Regions from separate parts of the Mus musculus genome. Here regions 1 and 2 are each linked to region 3. The links are chromatin contacts, called in public Hi-C maps. All regions are on one chromosome and are shown on one strand. Each heading gives the region's core, a stretch centred on a gene start, on an enhancer-like site or on the middle of the called end of the contact. The rest is flanking DNA. Distances are from core to core; before and after follow the strand shown. Region 1 has its middle 46 kb from the start of Gm30906. Region 2 has its middle 86 kb from the start of Gm30820. Region 3 has its middle 40 kb from the start of Gm24726.

The links. Hi-C and Micro-C count contacts between places; a contact is called where the count stands out from the background.
Region 1: a Hi-C map of the HPC-7 cell line shows a contact between it and region 3, with 4 times the contacts expected there. The contact joins two enhancer-like sites. A contact is called at or near these places in 4 of 484 Hi-C or Micro-C datasets (the HPC-7 cell line, Th1 cells, bone marrow-derived macrophages and 1 more), 3 of 115 datasets of contacts at active chromatin or transcription factors (bone marrow-derived macrophages, effector CD8 T cells and neural progenitor cells) and 1 of 9 other capture datasets (embryonic stem cells).
Region 2: a Hi-C map of cortical glia shows a contact between it and region 3, with 2.5 times the contacts expected there. The contact joins two enhancer-like sites. A contact is called at or near these places in 2 of 15 datasets of contacts at CTCF or cohesin (CD8 T cells and the NIH/3T3 cell line), 6 of 484 Hi-C or Micro-C datasets (the HPC-7 cell line, LSK cells, Th2 cells and 3 more), 4 of 115 datasets of contacts at active chromatin or transcription factors (the HPC-7 cell line, acute myeloid leukemia, bone marrow-derived macrophages and 1 more) and 1 of 9 other capture datasets (embryonic stem cells).

The regions. Positions count from the first base shown.
Region 1 is chr10:8,128,909-8,131,878 of GRCm38.p6, reverse strand. No RefSeq gene overlaps it. Among named protein-coding and RNA genes, the nearest start is that of Gm30906, 46 kb to the left of the region's middle. Within about 2 kb of position 1,683, at least 55 of the 459 cell types and tissues checked have an H3K27ac peak or open chromatin away from gene starts, as enhancers often do. A contact at or near this core is called in the HPC-7 cell line, where this site is marked.
Region 2 is chr10:8,064,153-8,067,190 of GRCm38.p6, reverse strand. No RefSeq gene overlaps it. Among named protein-coding and RNA genes, the nearest start is that of Gm30820, 86 kb to the right of the region's middle. Within about 2 kb of position 1,265, at least 102 of the 459 cell types and tissues checked have an H3K27ac peak or open chromatin away from gene starts, as enhancers often do. A contact at or near this core is called in the HPC-7 cell line, bone marrow-derived macrophages and cortical glia, where this site is marked.
Region 3 is chr10:7,886,886-7,890,009 of GRCm38.p6, reverse strand. No RefSeq gene overlaps it. Among named protein-coding and RNA genes, the nearest start is that of Gm24726, 40 kb to the right of the region's middle. Within about 2 kb of position 1,354, at least 18 of the 459 cell types and tissues checked have an H3K27ac peak or open chromatin away from gene starts, as enhancers often do. A contact at or near this core is called in the HPC-7 cell line, bone marrow-derived macrophages and cortical glia, where this site is marked.

The sequences.
Region 1 (2,970 bases), core at 434-2,933, 240 kb before region 3:
AAACCCTGTCTCGAAAAACAAAACAAAACAAAACAAAACAAAACAAAACAAAACAAAACAAAACAGGTGAGCTCTCAGCCAAGAATTGTGACTCATAACTGTAAGACCAGCCCCTGGGAGCCTGAGGCAGGAGGATGGGAAATTTGAATACAGGATACATAGTATGGAGGTAGCCTGCACTACACAGTGAGATGGAGGGAGGAAGAAATGGACTCTAAATAGCATATGAAAAGGTTTATGAAAGGTGCACCCCAAAAGTCCACTGGCAGATTCTATACTGCAAATGTGGCCAGCACTTGCCAAGTTCTTCCACAGGGTGAGTGAAGCCAGCCTATGCAGAAGAGGAAGGTTGATCTGGGAGACGGTCAGTGGGCAAGGTCAGTGGCTGCTCTTCCGAAGGAACCAGGTTTGAATCCCAGCACCCACATGGTGGCTCACAACCATCTGTAACTCTGGTTCCAAGGGATCCGATGCTCTCTTCTGATCTCCATGGAAACCAGGCATGCATGTGATACACATACATATATGCAGGTAAATGTCCATTCATAGACAAGGAAAGAGAACAGACAGAGATAGAGCCCAGTCTCCCAAGAGCACACACGCCCAGAGGCTGGGGTGTAAGGATACGAAACAGAAGTGAACAACACTCAGGCAGAAAAGGAAGGTCTCTAGGTTTGCATACTTGTGGAAGGACTTTCCCCACTGTCAAACCAAGACATCATTACCTGTCTTAGGAAAGCCCATTTCACTGATTCTGAAAACGCCAAAACCACCATCCTGAGTATAGATTTTGCAAACAAAAGATCCCCTGCCCTCACAGGAACCACCTCTCTTCCAGTGCCTAAGTCAGTAGAGAGCTCGATTTTGTAGCTACATCTTCCAAAGACCTATCTTTGCCTGTTCTGCCGCCTCCACACTGGGGCCTGCTGTCACCACTAGTAACACTTGTCTTCCTCTACCGCCTCTTCTATGAATGTGGCGTGCAATAAGCTTCGAGATAATCTGAAATCAAAGGAGCCTGATGTGCTGCGCAGGGGAAGAATGGAAAGAGAGACTCCTTCGAGTATAGGCGTGGGCTTACTGGTTCCTCCGCTGTACACTGAGCCCTTTTTCTGCCCGAAGTCAGAAGCAGCGTTTGGGTGATAATTCAATTGCTCTCATTCTCCAGTGGCTGTTAAAGGCTCTCTTTTCTTTTGAGCGATGGATCATATTTCTCTCTTATCTTCAGTCATTTCTGGGCTGCGCTTACCAGATAAGGGCCCCACTCCCCCTGCTCCCCACCATCTTAAAAGATTTCCCTGCCGAGTTTTATCAGCGTGAGTGCCGCACAGAGTGCATTCTGACAATGTTCAGGGCCGTTTGTTTCCAAGTCTCACAAGACTTTCTGACTTCCAAAGGAGTAGAGCTGCCAATAAAGTCCCTAGACTTCAGCCTCAGGAACAGGGAAGGGGAACGAACCAACAGAAATACCTGGAATTTATAAGGGAAATGTTTCGTGACCTTTGTTTTTAAAAGCAGGTTTTGGGGGGAGCCAGAAAATTCCCCTAGAGTGGTTTCATAGAGAAAACAGTACACCTCAGGTTTGAAAACAGGAAAAGGTGAGAGAGTGGTCACTGCTCGATCATCGCAAGAGCAGGGGAAATTGGTCTGAGGCAAACAGTTCTCAGAAAAAGCAACAGTTTCTTGACGGTGAGTGTTTAGATGGTTTTGACACCCTCCAAGCGAGGGCCAGACTCAAGTCCACACTCTGGAGGACTCTGAAAGCCAAAGTAGGTCAGGGGACAGTCTTGGAACTTAGAATAAACGTGAAAGCCATCGTGGGGACAATGTCCCTGTGAGAGCTATTGGGATGAAAACTTGAAATAAGATAGAATGAACTGCTGCATCATGACAACACAGAAGGAGACTGGGAGGAGACTGGGAGGAGACTGGGAGTAAGGAAGCTCACAGGACTGGAGTCTTCAAAAGAGATTCGAGTAGACTGAATTTGACCTGCTAATTAAAAAATGTATGTTAAGGTTTCTAGAGGAACACTGAGAAACTAAAACCAGAGCCTCTAAGTGCCAAATTAATGTGAGGACAGCAGTATAGGAAAGAGAATTTAATGTCACTATATTGCTTATATCGATTGTTTTAAATTTTTGAAGTCAGCATCCAGTTTCCTAGGGTAATCTTGAAAAACAACACAACCAACCCAGGGAAAGAAAAAAAAATGAGAATAACAAGAACAGAAAATTTGAAGCTGATTAAAATAAACACTTCAAAGATCTAGATGTGCAAAATTGTATCTTGATATAGATCAATAGAAAGAAAGATGCACTGCAAAAGAGCTTGAGGAAAAGGGACAAAAGACAGAAATAACAAATATTAAGTCTAAAAAAAATCAAATTATATATATAGGACAAGTTCATATATAATAAAAGTGAGCAGATTGAAAACACCATCCTTGAGGTTTTAAATGAAATAGAAGTGTTCCTTAAAAAGTAGAAATAACAAAAGATGCTTTGGGCAATAATAGCAAATATAGATGATTTGTTAACTGTTAATAAATTAAATTGGAATTTTAAAAACCTTCCCACATTAACCTTGAGTGGTCCTAAGGGAACAATGTCCTCTCACTTAGGGACCGATAGTCTCAGTCTTAGCCAACCTCGTCCTCTCTCCAGGAAGCAGGCAAACAGCAAATGGTATCTCAGCTTATTTTACTCCATAATAATTGTTTTTGATTTTAAAATTTTAAATTCATAAAAATAGAAGCAAAACCAAAGTGTTGACAAACAGAATCCTATCTTCCATGACCCTACGTGACACCTTACATCATAATCAAATTAGATTTATGTTAGGATGTAAGAGTATTAGGTAGAAGTCAGAAAATCTATTCATACAACTAACGTGACACATGAAAGGGGAGGGGTTGGTCATCTTAGTAGATTCAGAAAAAGCATCTAGTGAAATTCAACACAGTACACC
Region 2 (3,038 bases), core at 16-2,515, 180 kb before region 3:
AGGTCATGAAACTACAAAGGGAGCCATAAAAGCAGAAGAAGAAGTTTTAAGAGGGTGTAGGGAGAGAAGGCTGATAGGAATCTTTATCATGTATACGTGGCAGGAAAGCAGAAGTGGGCCACTGGAGGCCCCAGCAAGAGGAAATGGCACAGAGAAGAGGCATGAGGAATGAGAACAAATAAGAACAAGCATTAAGAAAATGCCAGAGTGGACCCATGTCTGCCCAGTCAACAAATCTTTAAAAAGATGCAGGAAAGTGGAAATTCAAATACCCTAATAACCTATTGTTACTCGGTAGAATGGAAAACTTGAAAAGAGCCATTGGTAAAGCAGAAAGATAAGTCCACTTACATACAGCTATTGAGAAGAGAATCACTATTTTTAAAAATGTGTATATATTTCAATATCTTTGGAAACATAAACATGTGTAAGTTCTGACAGTTAACCAGTATTTGAGATTCAGTCCTGTAAGAAAGGCACCAATACACAAGGTTGAGAATGTTTATTGAAATAGGATGTTCATCATGACACTATTGGATTATGAGAGGAAATGACAGCAATCTATCATTTGGGGGAATGTCTCGATAGGCCTAGTATGTACATACCACAAAATATCATATAAACATTAAAATAAGGACAGAGATAGGGTACTGATCATAAAGGCAGAGAAGAGTTGTTAGCTCTGATTTCATTTTGTCCTGTTAAACTGGGTCACATGGCCACTCTCAGCTGCAAAGGAGGCCCCAGAAAATAAATATTTGCTTGTCCAGTATGAGAAAGATAAGGACAAAGTGGTTGGGACAGGGTACTAGTGTCCTACCTTTTCCTACAGGGACTATGTTGCCTTTTGTTGTTGTTGTTGTTGTTGTTGTTGTTGTTGTTGTTGTTACTACTACTATTATTATTATTGTAATTTCTATCTTGCTTTCTCAAAGAGGAGCATGTGAGATGCGTGCTCCAAGCTATTCTTGAGGGAATGAATAAGAAAGCTTTAAGTGCCTCAAACATCTTATCACGGAAGAATGGCTATGAAGAACACCGGAGGGAAACTGAGTCTAGAGTTCGGTTAAGGAGTCTTGCATGAGTATCAGACCCCTTGCACTGCAGCACTGGTCACTGTCATAGCATGTATACTGGGCTTTGGGAGAGCCTGGCAGCCTGCTACCAATTAGACATTGCTCCCCGAGTGAGCTAAGAGCGTGCACCACACTCCAGCTAGAACCGGAAAGCGGAAGCAGAAGCAACTGTAAGATCTCACAGGAAGCCAAGCTTCTGTTCACTCTGGGAGCCCGGAAGTGGTCTCAGCAGATGGAACCAGTTCTCTGTTTAAGGGTTTCCTGAGGCCAAGTTTGCTAAGAGTTCTCATTTGCAACGTATTATGGGCTTTAAGGTGCAGGCATAGCAGAAGCCAGGCAATTATTGCCATTGCTTTGAAACAACGCATGTATTGTAAAGATTACAACTTCAAATAAAATCAAGCAAATGTTGCCAGTTTAAATGTTAGAAATGAGCAAGATTATCCCACAAAACCAGTACAGGCTGCACGAGCCAGCCAAGAAATAGGTGGATACCTACTGTGCCATCTCAGGTCATGGTATAAAAGGCCTAGCTGAGGAAATCCTGAAGGAGCAGATATGAGTGGAAGATGTCAGAATGAACGTTGGCAAATGGGTTTTCAAGGAAATCATCTTATGCCTATGGAAGCAGGGAGGAAAAGCTACTTAAAACAGATAGAAGCATACATCTTGATGATTTGTTTCCTCTTTTGCTTTTAGGTCTTCAAAATCATGTACTTGACCACCAATGCCCATGTAAGAACGCCATTCAAAATAACAAGTTCTCTGAATCCTTGGAGGGGAGATCATACATCAGAAGGCTGCTTCTGTTTTCCCAATCACACAAGATTATCCAAGTAATAGCTAAATAGCTGGTCCTTTGCCCACAATAAGAAGATAGCTTTTAGCAAAGTTTTGTGGTTCCATGGCTACTTTAAACCTGGGTGGTCTGAAAACCAAATAACCAGTCATTCTATTACTAATTTTTCTCAGTGCTAGTGGGTCACATGCCAGGCAATTTGTACCGGATTTTCCTGCTATTACCTTAAGTTTGCTTGTTGTTGTTTAAGCAGTCTTGGAAGTTCTAGAGCCTCTTAGAACTCGATTAGCTGTGAGGGAGCTGAAGATCCAAGGAACGCTATAAAGAACACTAAATAGCATTGCTCCTATATGCAGAGGCAATGTAATATGCTTAATTCATAATATAACTGCTGAATTTTGTTTATGCTTTATTTTTCTGAGACAGGATCTAGCTTTATAGCCAGGGCTGGTACGGAATTCGCTATATAGCCCAGGCTATTCTCAAAATTGCACCAGTCTTCCAGCCTTTGTTTCACCAGAGCTAGGATGTTAAAGGCTGGTACCCAAGAATAAACTCTTAAGAAAAAGAATCCAGGCATCATTGTAGGCAAGATGCTAAGCCTAAGTGTTTCAGTTAACTTGACAAGTTAGATCAATTGATGAAAAGGAAGTTAAAAGTTACATCCTCAGCAAAGGAAATATGGTTATTTTCTTTGTTTTATATTTGTGGTGCTCAGTCATTGCTGGGCAGGAAGAGGCAGGGATGCTGAACATGATGCATGGATGCAGGATGCAGCATAAGGATGGCAGATTATGGGTTTTGTTGACTCGGTCTGCCTTGGAATGCCACTTAAATGACATAAAAGAGAACATGTCCATGACAGGGCTAGGGCGATGGGCCAGACACTTGGAAGGATTTCAGACAGCAAGTATGTGGGATTGTATTGGGATAAAAATCTGTTTTTTATAGATCCCAGTTATCCTCTAATACAGCCTTATCCTAACTTATTACATCTTCAATGGATCTGTTAGCAAAGAAGGCCCTATTTTGAGTCACAAAAGATTAGAAATATGCCATGCCCTTCAAGGGAAATAAGATTTACCCCCAAAACACTGTCATTCATCCCGGGATTCGTATTATATTCTCTCCCTCTTCACAACCCCCACTCTGTTCTGTCTTTC
Region 3 (3,124 bases), core at 105-2,604:
ACCAAAGTGTGGGTGCTTCGGTCCTTCTTAGAAGGAGAACAAAATACTCACAGGAGCAATTATGGAAATAAAGTGTAGAGCAGAGACTGAAGGAAAGGCCACCCAGAAACTGTCCCACCTGGGGATTCATTCCATATACACTATGTGGTTGCCAAGAAGTGCATGCTGAAAGGAGCCTAATATGGCTGTCTCCTGAGAGGCTCTGCCACAGCCTTACAAATAGAGAGGCAGATGTTAGCAGCCAACCATTGTACTGAGCGTGGCATCCCTGATAGAGGAGTTAGAGAAAGGACTGAAGGAGTTGAAGGGGTTTGCAACCCCATAGGAAGAACAAGATCAACCAAGCAGACTCCCCAGAGCTCCCAGGGACTAAGCCATCAACAAAGGAGTACACATGGCTCCAGCTGCGAATGTAGCAGAGGATGGCCTTGTCAGGCATCAATGGGAGGAGAGGTCCTTGGTCCTATGAAGGCTGGATAGATGCCCCAGTATAGGGGAATTGAGGGTGGGGAGATGGGAGTGGGTGGGTGGAGGAACACCCTCATAGAAGCAGGGGGAGGGAGAATGTGATAGGGTATTTCCAGGAGGGAGGAAAACTGGGTAAGGGGATAACATTTGAAATGTAAATAAAGAAAATATCCAATTTAAAAAAGAAGAACTGCCATTGCAGATTTATTCAGAGTTTCAATATCTAGGGGGTAAGAGGCTGTGATACTAACTAAACACATAGTCACCTCCTGGGCTTAGCCCTCTTGGGCTAACCTTATGCCACCCACTTCGTGAGATCCCTTGTCTCTGAAGTGACAACTTTGAAAGTGCCATCTTAATGCAGCTGAGGTGGTACACACCTTTAATCCCTGCACTGGAGATAGAGAGGCAGGAAGATCAAGACTTCCAAGTCATCTTGGCTACTTAAGGAGTTGGAAGCCATGCTAGATTCCATGAAACTCTGTGTCAGAAAAGAACTCAAATTCAGAGACCAAGTACAGTTCCAAGTGTGTGTGTGTGTTTAATGGGGAAAAACAAAACAAACAAACAAACAACAGCAACAACAAACGGAAACCTGTTGTGAATTTTTCAGACTTCTGTCTTTTGTGCTGTAGAGACCCTGATGCTCAGAGCTAAATGCTCAAGAATTTAGTTTTAGTCGCTTTGGGTCTAGTTTTAGCTGGACACGGTTGCTGCTGTTGCTACTGTAGTTGAGGTAGGCTGGAAAGGGGCATAGGCAGGCTCAAAATCAGGGGTACCCCAGTACCCTGAGGGCTGGAAGCTTTGCCCCAGATCCTATATCGGCTGTCTCTTCCCCTGTGGTCTGCCTCCTTCCTCCTGCTTAAGTTGGAGGGAGTCCTGTAGCTGACATTACTTCTCGTTTCTCTCTCTTGCACTCTGTCTGTGTGCCCTCTAACAGGGAAGGGGGAGAATACAGCACCTCAAAAACATGATCACCTTCCACATTAAACTCAGCGATAGGGAGGAAATGATGTCTGCGCTCTTCCTCCAGACCCTGAGTCCTGGCTTCCCTGATACACTCCATGCTGTCTTCAGGCGGTGGCTTGGTATGTGGCCGGAGCCCCCGAACTGCTGACTAAACAGAACGGAAGTCAAGCAGGGGAAAATCCAAAAACAGCATAATTACAAGGGAACATTTTATGTTGAAAACATTGCTTGGCTGGAAAATTTGAAAGAGAAAAGCTTGAGCAAGTTCTCCGCAGTCCTGCCTCCAGAAACATAGTCTTACAAGGTTAGTTCTGTAATGGTCCGAAAGTGGAGGAGCGTTTCCCTCAGAGTGGCGGCTTTCCCTACTGAGGGGCCTCTCCAAAAGACAGCACCGGCTGACTCTAGGCAAAGGTCCCTGGAAAGAACTCAGTCCTCCACTGTACCTGCTGGGGAGTGAAGTTATCTATGTCCACACTCTACCTGTCAGGGCCATGCCAGAAGCCACAATGTGAACATCTAAACAGAACTGTTCCCTAGGCTGCACACGAATGAGGTTCTTCCTCTCCCACCTCACAGCGACACGAAGGCAAGTGAGCTTGAGTTAGACCATCCTTGCTCAACTTCACAAATCTGTAATGAGAACGATGCATGGTAACTAGAGCAGTCTAGATTCAAGCCTGGCAAAACAAAACAAAACAAAACAAAACAAAACAAAACAAAGCAAAGCAAAACAAAACAAAACACCCTTCTGGCCAGCGCAGAGACAGCCCGGAAACGAGGACAGCTCAGGAGACCTGTTTCCCACCGGTGGCTCCAGGTCTCCAACTTCAAGCTGCTCCCAATCTGTAACTGCTTTCTGCCCCAGTAATCTAAAGAAAGAAGGCAATATGCCTGGTATAAAGAGTTTCTCTGAGTCTAAACCGATGTCCTATGAGAGGCTTCTGTTTTTCAAGATTTTAATAGGCCCTCATCCACTAGAGACACCACCCAAAAGCAGAGAATCTGAATGGAAGGATCATATCTAGTGCACCCCTGTGTGCCAGCCTGAGTCCAGTTGGGGGAATGGCAGTCCAGATGGTGGTGGCACACATCTTTAATTCCAGCACTCCAGAGGCGGAGACGGAGGTGGGCAGACCTCTGAGTTTGAGGCCAGACTGGTCTACAGAGTGAGTTCTAGGAGTCAAAGCTACAGAGAGAAACCCTGTCTCAAAACAACAACAAAAGAATTAGGGAAATGGGACTGGAGAGAAGGCTCAGTGGTTTCGAGCACTTGCTGTTCCTGCAGAGGACTTGGGTTTAGTTCCCAGCATCCACATGGTAGTTCACAATCTCCAATTCCAGGGATCCAACCCCATCTTCCAGGTGGGAGCCCCAGGTATGTGTGTAGTGCACATACATAGACTCAGACAAAACACTCATACACATAAAAGTGAATCAATTAAAGAGTATTTTTTAAAGCAAGCTGTGAGAAGACCCTTTGAGAGGGGAAGCCCGGGCAGGGGTCCCCATGCTGCACCCCACCCCACCATTAGTGTGACGTTTTCTTGTTTTGGTTCTTTGAAATTACTGTGTAGTCTGAGCTGGCCTGGAGTTCATGGTAATCTCCCTGCCTCAGCTTTCCAAATGCTGCTATTACAGGTACAAGCTGCCATACTTGACTGGAAAAGGGTTTTGACAAGTCACCCAA